2 separate regions of the Rattus norvegicus genome follow, and region 2 is linked to region 1. Evidence: chromatin contacts called from public Hi-C data. All regions are on one chromosome and are shown on one strand. Each heading gives the region's core, a stretch centred on a gene start, on an enhancer-like site or on the middle of the called end of the contact. The rest is flanking DNA. Distances are from core to core; before and after follow the strand shown. Region 1 holds the start of Cdk14 (cyclin-dependent kinase 14). Region 2 overlaps Cdk14 (cyclin-dependent kinase 14).

Region 1 (5,345 bases), core at 2,096-4,595:
TCCTGGGCTTTCTAGATAAATGATTGGTGATTTCTTATGGCTGAACGATGGCGTTTCACCATGTAACAAACCTACATCTGAATAGCGCTAAGAAAAGTAAACAAAGCCGGTACGTATATTTCAAAGCAATATTCTATGGCTCTTGGACTAGGCGACAAAATGCATGGTAATGCTGGATTGTTGGGTGGGAATAAACCATTTATTCTTTGGCCTCTCAGTGAAGAAAAGTGGATAAGAGGGGACAAACAGAAATCGGAAGGACCGACACGAGCTTCTGGTACTGATCCTCGCCATGTGAGATAATGTATCAGATAGTTTTATTTTGTCTCACTTAATCTCCACAATTATACAACGACATGCAGGTGAAGAGGCAAGAGTTTAAGGGAATTACTGGTTGCCCAAGACGTGAGGGAAACAGAGGGCCAGGCCCAGAACTGTCCAACTCCAAAATCTACCATGTTTTCAGGATGCTATACTACAAATCTGTGGCCACTTCTTCTTTCCTTGCTTTCTACCTATAATACCATCATGTCGAGACCATCTAATCCCTAATAATGACAGCACGTTGCAAACATTTGTTGAGTTTTATAGCATTGCCACACAAGACACTGCATCATCATTTCACCAAGTGCCAAAAAAAAAAAAACAAAACAAAACAAAACAAAACCACAGAACACATTCCTTGCTTATGAATTATATGAACCCATAGAAAACTCTCACGGCATTGCCTCTCAGTCTTCAAAAATAAAAAAACCCTTCGGTCATCAAATGAGTTCACCGCCTCTGAGTGTGAAGGAAATCGGAGAAGATACGTTTTCCAGTAGTGCCCTTCCTAATAACTATCCTGGGTTTGGTGCACACACAACAAAAATCACTTAAAAATGTCAATATTTTCTTTCACAATATACCACAGTAAGACCTGCTCTTCTGAGTCCTCTTTCAATAAAGAGATGATCAGCTTTCTTTACTGAGCCGTTCTGTTTCGTAAAGAATGGATATAAAAGCCACATAATCATACCAGGCATTTCTGAGAATCAATAGACTCAAAGGGGAGCTTTCACATCACTAAATCTCAATAATCTGGGAAGCCCAATTAACTATAATATCTATCTGCCAACACTGCAGTTAACCGGAATATTACTGACGGGCCATCAAACCCTAAAATTATTTAAACATACAAGATTTTTATATTAATGCCCTTTGTTTCTCACTGAGACTCAACTGCAATGAATTATTTAAGAGAAAACTGGAGGGGCTCCAACGGAATCATCAGCATTAGTAAATATCTAGCTAATGTGCTGTAGAACAGGCCCTAATGGACTCCAGAACCCGCCTGGGTGGTGTTTTGAATCCAGCCCTGAAACATCCTTGTTAATAATGCACAGGCTCCCCACCTCACTCTCACACTCCTCTTGGCTTCAAACTTGACTTGAATGTAGGACTCGACACTCACGTGCCTAACTCAGAAAAGTGGGTCCGTTGTATATTCAATACATGTGATTAGAAAAGGCATGACGAATGTGCATTCTGCACATAACTTAACAGCGTTCTCAGGAAAAGCAAAATGTCAAACAAAATTGACAATAATGATAATAATAATAATGATAATGATGATCTTGACTAAACGTTTATCCATGTTTATTTGAAGACAGTTTGCATGTACGGATAATGAGCTATGAAACAGACTGCTGACACTCACTGGCACATCATGGTTTTATTTTAAGGAACTGGCTTATTTTTAATTAATTAACTTTTATTAACATAACAGGTGAACCAAAGGCCAGAAGGTATGCTTGGACACTCTGATGGGTTGGTTTGGGGCTTATAAGAATCCCTTGCTTTGCGCAGTTACCCGTATCAAAGAAAGTTAGCGACAAAAGTTTAGATAGCAGGTATGCCTTCAGGTTAACAGGCGCTCTCTGCCACCAACACTCAAGATTTAACAAACCCCTTCCACATGACACAGCTGTCATCTTGCTGTAGCCTGTAATGTGGATTCATTCTTTAAGTATCCTAAACATTCCTCGATCCTTTTTTCTTATTGCTGTTTGTTTATTCTCTGTTAAATTGGTTGGTTGCTTTTTAAAGAAGACAATAGCCTCTGGACTGCACTAACAGTGCAAGTTCATGAGACTTATTCTAAATGCCCCCACAACTTCACAGCTCGCATTTCACCATAGCAGCTAGAAGGTTCAGAGACCTACAAACTGAACACCCAAACCTCCATTTATAGGACCAGAAGTACGGAACAAAAGGTCCCAAGGTATCTGTCCCACTTCCTTTAGGTTGAGTACGTTAAAAAACATCAGGCGCCTGTCAACGTTTCGACAATTCCCAAAGCTACATTATTGGCTAAACACCTAATACCAACGCTCTTTAAACAAAACAAAAACAAAAACAAAAAAAAGTAACCTGGGTGGCCACAGAGCCCCGATGGCGGTGGGGACCTGGTGTCCCCTCTCCAGTTCACTGTAGGCGCCAAAGATACTATTGGCGGGGAGGAGGAACTCAAATTGGAGGGTTGAGACAGTCCACGAATGAAGCTCAGACCGTGGGGGAGAGGGGTAGCCCTCCAGCTTATCCCTGCCCTGCCGGGAGTCCCCACCGAGGTCCTCCTCCATCCCTGTCCGCACCTCACCCGGAGGTGGCAGCTGCCTGGCTGGTGCCCTGAGCACGGAGAGGGCGCGGGGACCGAGGGAGCGAGCCCGGGGATCGCCCGCAGGACACCGGGGTACAGCGGACCACACTCACCGATGCGGCTGAAACTCTCGGACAAAGTTCTCCTCAACTTCTTCATCTTGCCGATCTTCTCGGCCGGCTGCGGTTCAATGAGGTCGCACATCTGGGCGACGCGGGGCCCGGGCAACTTCGCGAAACTGGTCCAGCGCAGCGCAGCGCAGACAACGGCGGGCGAGGGCGCGCGGCGCGGGGAAGGCGGCGCCTCGTCCTGCTCCTCCGCCTCCTCGCGGGCCGCGGGCGACGCGCAGCGCTCGCCTGCCTGCGGGGCTCGGGCCTGGGCCGAGGCTGGGCGCGCGGGGGCGTCTTACGTGGTGCCGGGGGCGGCCGCGATCCCCGCCGCCCGGGGGCCCCCGCGCTGCGCCGCTGCCCGCCGCATTTTCCCTCCTTTGTAAGCCAGAGCCGCGCGGCCGCGACCGGAGACGGGGGCGGCGCGGCCGAGGAGGCGCAGGCGGCTGCAGGCGAGGCGCGCGGGACAAGTTCCCCAGCCCGAGGGGCGGCGCTGCACGGAGACCCGCGACTGCCCTGGCCAGAGGCCTGGCGCCCGGGACCCAGGCGCGACCCCGCGCCGCGTTCCGACTCCGACTCCGAGGCCTCCGCCGCCCTCCCGGACCCACCGCGCCCGGGCGGCGCCCCCTCCCGGCCGCCCGCGCTCCGCCGGCCGCGGCCGCGCTCCTCCCGCGCGCTCCGGGACCGCAGCCCACGGGCAGACGGACAGACAGACGGCCGGCCGCCCTGGGCTCCCGGCCGACCCTGTCCACCCGGTGCGGTGCGATCCTTGTTGGCCCCGACCCGGAAAGGTTGGGGAGTGTCGGGCGCGGTGCACGAGTGCCTCGGGGACGCATTCGGGTTTAGTAGAGACTTTTTGGGGTGGGGTGGGGTGGGTGGTTTTAATTTACAGGGAAAGTGGGTGCTCCGAAGGCCAGAAGAGGCCTGATTTTCATTGGGGTACAATGCAAAAGCTGAAAATGGCCCCCTGGAACTTCCAGAAGGCAGGGTGTTTTGCCTCAGCCCTGACTCTGGATGACAGGAATGTCTCAGAGATTCCTCAGAGGGATACTCAGGTCATCAGTAAATTTACTACCTTTTGTCACCTCCTTGCCCTACTTCAGTGAATGAACTTGAAAAGGGACTTAAGGGTGGCTTTTTTTTTTAAAGTCCCGGGACAAACAGTTCCGGCAGAAAACACAGTCTTTTTTTTCCCCTAATAAATGAGGTACTCCAAACGTCAGTCTCCCAGGGGAGGGTGAAGGAAGATGGGGGAAGGCCTGTTGTACTGATTCTGGGCCAGCAAAGTCCTTATGAATAGAAATGTTAGTGATCTTGAGTCATCTGGCTGTGTAAGCAATAGGAGCTTTTGTGGGCGTGACAATGCTGTTTGGTTTAAAGGAAGTTTTGGGGAGTTTGTGTTTTGTCAAAAGATTTTTATCTTAAAACAAAAACTAGCCCCCTGCCTTCCTTAAATTGTGAGGTAGAACACGGATTTGTTCCGCCCTGTGCTGAGCACATTACAGGGTTTTGGTAGATTGCCACTGATAAAAGGCAGCTAGCTAGTCAAGCCAAGCCCCTAACAGAGGAGAGAGCCAAGAATTCATGAGCAAAGTCAAGATAGTTTAAACGCAGGGATGTTGGATCCTGACAGCCAAATCTCAATAATTACAGAAGGCATCAAAGTGTGACCTGATACAGGAAAAAAAAGTTTTAACATTTATCACGTGGTCAGATCAATTAGAAAATTAGCAGTTACAACTGAACACACACAGAGAGAGAGAGACAGAGAGACAGAGAGACAGAGAGAGACAGAGACAGAGAGACAGAGACAGAGAGCCAAACACTGATAGGTTCTTCCAGCTAACAAAGACGAAAAAAAAAATCGTCAAAGATAAAAATTTAGAGTGCTATACTTATGTGGTCACACTGCTGTCCATTTGGAAAAGGCCAGTTTGAGTAAGGACACAGGCCCAGTGTGCTTGTCCTCACACACTGTGTGTATGTGTGCATGGACCTGCACGTGAATGCATATGGTATCTTTTCTACCTCCCCAATATCTCTAATTTTCTAATCTTTCAAAAAGCCAACTTACCATCTCTGCATACAAAGCTATTGTTCGTGACCATTTTTTTTAAACTAATGGAAACTTGAGTTGCTATATCGAGGGTTAATAGGGAAAACCATATTTAATATCAAACTATGGCAAAATATGCAAAAATATATACATTTCTGAAATACACAAAATTTCTGAAAACAAAAGGAGGAACGTAGGAGGCGGGGCACAACTCTGTCCTTACACTTTATACTAGAAAGTAGAGTCTGAGTATCTTGCCCCCCAAATGCCTTAATTTTATATCACAAAAATGTTAACTTAAAGCATAGTGGCTGTGAACTTCCCTTTCCTGGCTTGACCACACCCTCTCGGCCCTCTCCACTAAAGAACAGTGTATCTGGCAGATGAAACCTGTGTCCAGTGACAGACCAAATGAAGTTTGGCGATTGTGAACACCAGCACTCTGCTCCATGTTTGTCTTGGTCTTTTCTCAGATGTGTATTACACTGGCAAGTTATGCAATAAGCCTACAAAATAGAGAAGGAAATTAACTTCATGCTTTCGA
Region 2 (5,345 bases), core at 1,327-3,826, 90 kb before region 1:
TTTACCAAAAAAGCTTTGGGCAATTATGATGAAAAAAGCCAAAGTACAGGGGCTGGAGGGATGGGTCGGCACTTAAGAGCACTGCCTGCTCTTCCAGAGGACTTGGTTCAATTCCCGACAACCTCTGGCTGCTCCTAACTGTCTGTAACTTCAGTTACGGGGGATCTGACACTCTAATGCAGACATACATGCAGGCCAAACACCAGTGCATATAAAATAAATTAATTATTTTAAAAAAATCCCAATACAGAGTTCTTAAATGTAAGCTGAGGACCAAGACAATAGTGGTTATATTTATAACCTATAAATTATTTGCTTTTATTTTTATGTTTTTGTTTTTTTATTTTATTTTTACTTTCTAAAGTGATCTTTGTGAAAGAAACCGTAGTAAATATAATTTTAATACTCTATTCTCTCCCTCTCCCCCCCCGTCTCCCTCCCCCTTCTCTCTCTCTCTCTCTCTCTCTCTCTCTCTCCCTCCCTCCCTCCCTCACTCTCTCTGTCAAGTATCTGGATACAAAAGTGGTTTAATCACAATATGTAAAAGATTCCATACATTTGCTGCACCGACCTTTCAATTTGGAGTTAGCTACAACGGGAAGCAATGCCCGTGCCTGCTCCTAAAATGGCACAGCTTAAAGACTTCTCCCTCATTCTGAAGCTAGGGAATGCCACGACACACGGCATTGCTAAATGCTTCTAAAGAGACTTCTATCTAAGATGAAATAAACTAAGTTGGGATATGTTGTCCAGTTAGTACATACGTTGTAAACTAAAACTGAAGAAATATAAGAAAGAAAATAAAAATATTTAGTGATCAGTGCAATTAATAATACTGAGAGTTGTGGAATGCCCTTTGCGTGTGCCGCCATGCATGGTGGGTAGAATTCTATTTGAGCTGGGCAGGCACGAGCATTCAATCCATTTTTCAGATAAGGAAGCTGGGACGCTAAGAAAATAAACCACTTAAATAGGAGCCAGTTAGAGTTACAACTCTCACTCATGTCACCTGACCCCAGGCACTCACACCCCTCATTGTCCCAAGTCTCTCCCTAAAAAGGCTAATCAGTGCCTTTGCCTTGCACAGCAACTTTGGAGTCTGCCTTGAAGTACATTTTGCTGAGGACACAACAGCTTATTAATTGTGATCCTTGGAAACTGGGCTTGGTGACACAAACCTTTCATCCCAGCAATCAGCCGGCAGAAGCAATCAGATTTTTCTGAGTTCATGGCCAACCTATTCCACATACAGTTTCAGACCAGCAGAGCTTCACAGTGAGACTGAGTTTCAAAAACAGAGAGAGAGAGAGAGAGGGAGGGAGAGAGAGAGAGAGAGAGAGAGAAACAAAAAATCCAAAACAAACAAAAACAAAAAACAAAAAAATTAAGAGCCTCTAGGATAGATGTTTAGATTCTTCTAACAGAGTCTCTCTCTCTCTCTCTCTCTCTCTCTCTCTCTCTCTCTCTCTCTCTCTGTTTCCCTCTGTCTCTCTCTTTTTGTATGTGTGTAAGTAAAATGCATTAATTTCTATGTAAAAACCTTAAGATGTTAAGTCAGTCATCAACAGAGTAGCTATATAAGTCAGTCAGCTTCTAAGTGTTAAGGAAAACCAGGAATGTTAAAATATATAAAAATTTCCTCAATTCTGAACACTTCTCTTTCCGTTGGGTCATCAGAAAATTACTTTTAATTTATTACCAATTTTTAAATTCTTTCATCTGTTTACCAACCAATTTATTATTAACTCATTGAACCTTCCTAAATGATAATTCGAATGTAGGTAATTGTGTTTAATGCTTTCAGAATAACCAGAGCAAATTAATATGCATTTTCAAATGTCATTTTGAGGTCAAACTCTACCCAGTTATGTCAACGTTATAAATTCTAAATCCACCAAAAAAACATCTCTCTGCAACAACCAAAGAGAAATACTGCTCCACACTCTGCTGGTTCTTGTTCAACAATGTGAAGACCTTCTCTATTCACATCTAACCACCTAGACAACCCCTTAGATCAATACACAAAACAACAAGGGCTGCTGGAGATGAAGGCCTATCTAATCCAACCGAAAGCAAAGTTCTTAAATTCCCAGATTAAAGCAATCGTGGAAATCAGTGGCAGCAACACCTCTGGGTCCCCAGGGTAACCACAAGCATCTTTAAAACTGCACATCTCTCTCCATTTCCCCAACCTCATGGAGCAATTCTGGTTGTCCTCGTGTGGCAGAGTCTAAGATAATTACATGGACATTTGTGATGCTGGTACTGGCAGTGTGCACCAACTGTCTGTCGATCTGTCTGAGAACTAAGGCCCTGAGGGTGGAAGAATGGAGGAGAGAGGAGTTCAGGCTCCACTGAGAGAAACGGGTAAAGCAAGGGACCGGTCTGTCCTGTTTAATAACCTCTGTAGCCCAGCCAGGTAGGTTTTAAAAGCACAGTGTGGGTGTGTGGGGTGAGAGGAACAGGAAAGGAAAGCCTGCCGGTTGATTACGGGTGGGTTCTGGAATGGTGAGGTGATATCATCACTGTAAACACTGTGCTCACATGAACGCTATTTCAACTGTCTGAGGTCACCGCTGATTACGGCAGTGTGGAATGAACAGCCCACAGTCTCAGAAAGCTCAGGGTAGGTCACCGCCCCACTGGGATGAAAGCTGAGGCTTTATTAAGTTACAATTAGACACTTTCAAAACACTACAGTACCTGAAATATAGCAAATACAGAACGTATTTGTACTCCAGCTTACTTTTATGGTGATCTATTAGTTGTGGATTTTTGGTTAGCATCAAATACACTGCCAAGGATTATTGACTCCAAGTTTAAATATATGTATGAATGTTAGGTCACTTCCACACATTTCTTAATAATAATAATACTAACAACAACAACAACAATAACAATAACAATTCTCTATCAGAGAGAAATGAGTAACAAAAATTTTAACTGTTTAATTTAATATACAAAAGGTTAATTGAATCCTAGGAAAACAATCCAAGGATTATGGTTAGGATTTTTAATACAAGCAATTTTTCCACCCCTTACTTTTTTGGGGCAGGGGGTAATCATTACTGACTTGCATTAGAAATCTGTATTCACTGGTCTATGACTGATCCGATGTGTCAAAACCAGATAATGGATTCCAAAGAAAATCTCTGAAGCAGTCATGTTCTCTGCTCATTCTCCATGTAGGGGTGGGGCGCAGGAGTTTCTCGTACGTGTGGCCTCTGACTGCTGTGACCTCTCTAACACAACCTCCATCTCTTCAACTTTACTCCATCTGGTTCCCCAGAAGCCTCAGTCTCCTGCACTGTATTTTGCCATCCGTACTCTGTGAGAATTGATTTATGGGAGACTGAGGGAGAAAAAGATCATAATTCTAAGCCCCGTTTCTCGGCAGTCAAGTCTGACAGCTGACTTAAGCCAGTGTTTACTGGCTGCCTCATCTCTCCTGAAGCAGCTGCCATTGCTGCCACTGCAGTGACTGCTCCGAGTTTACATCATCTGTGGGAGAAAAATGCCATGGCCTCACAACGGTATTACTCACGGTGCCTCAGGACAGCTCCTATAACCTAAATCCCCTTAGGACTAACAATGTCATCCTGTTTTGATTTCTTTTGGAGGAGAAAACGGTTAGCTATTTTTAAAGGTAAAAGCCTGCTTTTAAAAATTGCCTTCTTTTTTTCTTTTTTTTTTATTGGATATTTTTTTATTTACATTTCAAATGTTATCCCCTTTTCCCTACACAACCCACCCTTTCCCATCTTCCCTCCCTGAAATTCCCCTACACTGGGGGTGTGGGGTCCAGCCTTGGCTTCTCCTCCCATTGGTTCCCAACAAGGCCATCCTCTGCTACATATGCAGCTGGAGCCATGGGTCTGTCCATATGTCTCTTTGGGTAGTGGTTTAGTCCCTTGGAGCTCGGATTGGTTGGCATTGCACTAAATGTGTTGCAAACCCATTCATCTCCTTCAATCCTTTCTCTAACTCCTCCAATGGGGACCCTGTTCTCAATTCAATAGTTTGCTGCTAGCATTTGCCTCTGTATTTGTCATGCTCTGGCAGAGCCTCTCAGGAGACAGCAGTATCAGGCTCCTGTCAGCATGCACAGAAGTGCCTTCTTAAGGGTAAGGGGAACCCTAACCCCAAGGACTATGGGTAAAAATGTACTGCCCGGGTATCAAAACCTTCTCCAACCTAGCACATCCTATCTTCGTGTGCATTATGTATCACGATAGTTCTGCCTCACATGTCCCACAATTACTTCTGCTTTCAGTAATACCAGTCCCACTTACTAACAAAAGATTCTTGCTTGACTCCTGCCTAGCCAAACCCTGCTCCCCCTAAAGAGTCTAATTTAAGTGCCCTTCTAGGTAGAGCTTTTCCCCAGTTCTTGTTTGGAATAGCTTCCCTGGACTCAGCAGTTCAAAGGTTCTTCTCACAAGCTTCTGGTCGGGCCCTGATCTGCTCAGCTACGGCTGGCTGAAGTCAGTCTTCTGAGTTTATTTGTACAGACAGAACTGCAACTCACATTCATAACTCCAGACATACCGTAAAGACCTCCCACATCCACATAGTGTTCTGTAGCCCACTCAGATCATGACGTGGAAATGACAAGATGGACGGTTTCATCTAGCTAACATTTCTACATGTCCTAAGCAGCAGCTGCCCCTTTAAGAAGCCGTTCACTTATTTAGAGCCTGTCATTGATGAATGAATTTTTAATTCCTTCCTTCGGCCACAGAGAATAGTGCACGAACAACTGGTGATTTGCTTAGGGTATCTGATCTCTTCTTGGTCAGACACTATCACTGGAACCATGCTACTCACTTAAAACTAAGTTTAAGTACAGCAGAATGTTAACTGTATGGGAAAATTCAAACACTACAAAACATTTTATTGATGTCCTCAAAAAACTTATTTTTGATCTCAGGGTTTATAGCCACAGGTAGAAGTTTGGATTCATCAATCACCTCAAATCTTCTTTTTAGAAAATAATGACAGATGTACACCTGTCCTATCTTATATATTCCGTATAATTTGCTTGGCAATGCTTACCAGCATTAACACAAAGAAGTGGCACACAGTGTGACTCACAAGTCTTTACTGGCACCATGTGGGACTTCAGTTTCTAACTATGCCGTTCTGAAGAAAGGATCTCTTTTACCTACCGACCATATCTCTCAGGATCATCTCAATGAAACAAAAAAAAAAACCACCATCCTGCGTATATTTAATTTTTAAGTTGATTTTCCAAGTTCATTCACGTCAGGTGGCATTTTTGATCGGTGAGTCAAAGGTAACTTGAAAATGGTAATAACCCTAAACTAAATTGGTTTTAAAGGCAC

Evidence for each region. A called contact is a pair of places that touch in the nucleus more often than the background predicts.
Region 2: a Hi-C map of mammary epithelial cells shows a contact between it and region 1, with 5 times the contacts expected there. The contact joins the enhancer-like site here to the promoter of Cdk14 in region 1. A contact is called at or near these places in 2 of 12 Hi-C or Micro-C datasets (the A7r5 cell line and mammary epithelial cells).

What each region holds. Positions count from the first base shown.
Region 1 is chr4:29,619,217-29,624,561 of GRCr8, reverse strand. Cdk14 (cyclin-dependent kinase 14) reads right to left here and starts at 3,345. Exons shown (of 15, transcript NM_001395582.1): 1 at 2,752-3,345. The coding sequence starts at 2,842.
Region 2 is chr4:29,707,997-29,713,341 of GRCr8, reverse strand. The region is part of intron 2 of Cdk14 (cyclin-dependent kinase 14); the gene reads right to left. Among named protein-coding and RNA genes, the nearest start is that of Cdk14, 89 kb to the right of the region's middle. Within about 2 kb of position 2,576, at least 21 of the 93 cell types and tissues checked have an H3K27ac peak or open chromatin away from gene starts, as enhancers often do. A contact at or near this core is called in the A7r5 cell line, where this site is marked.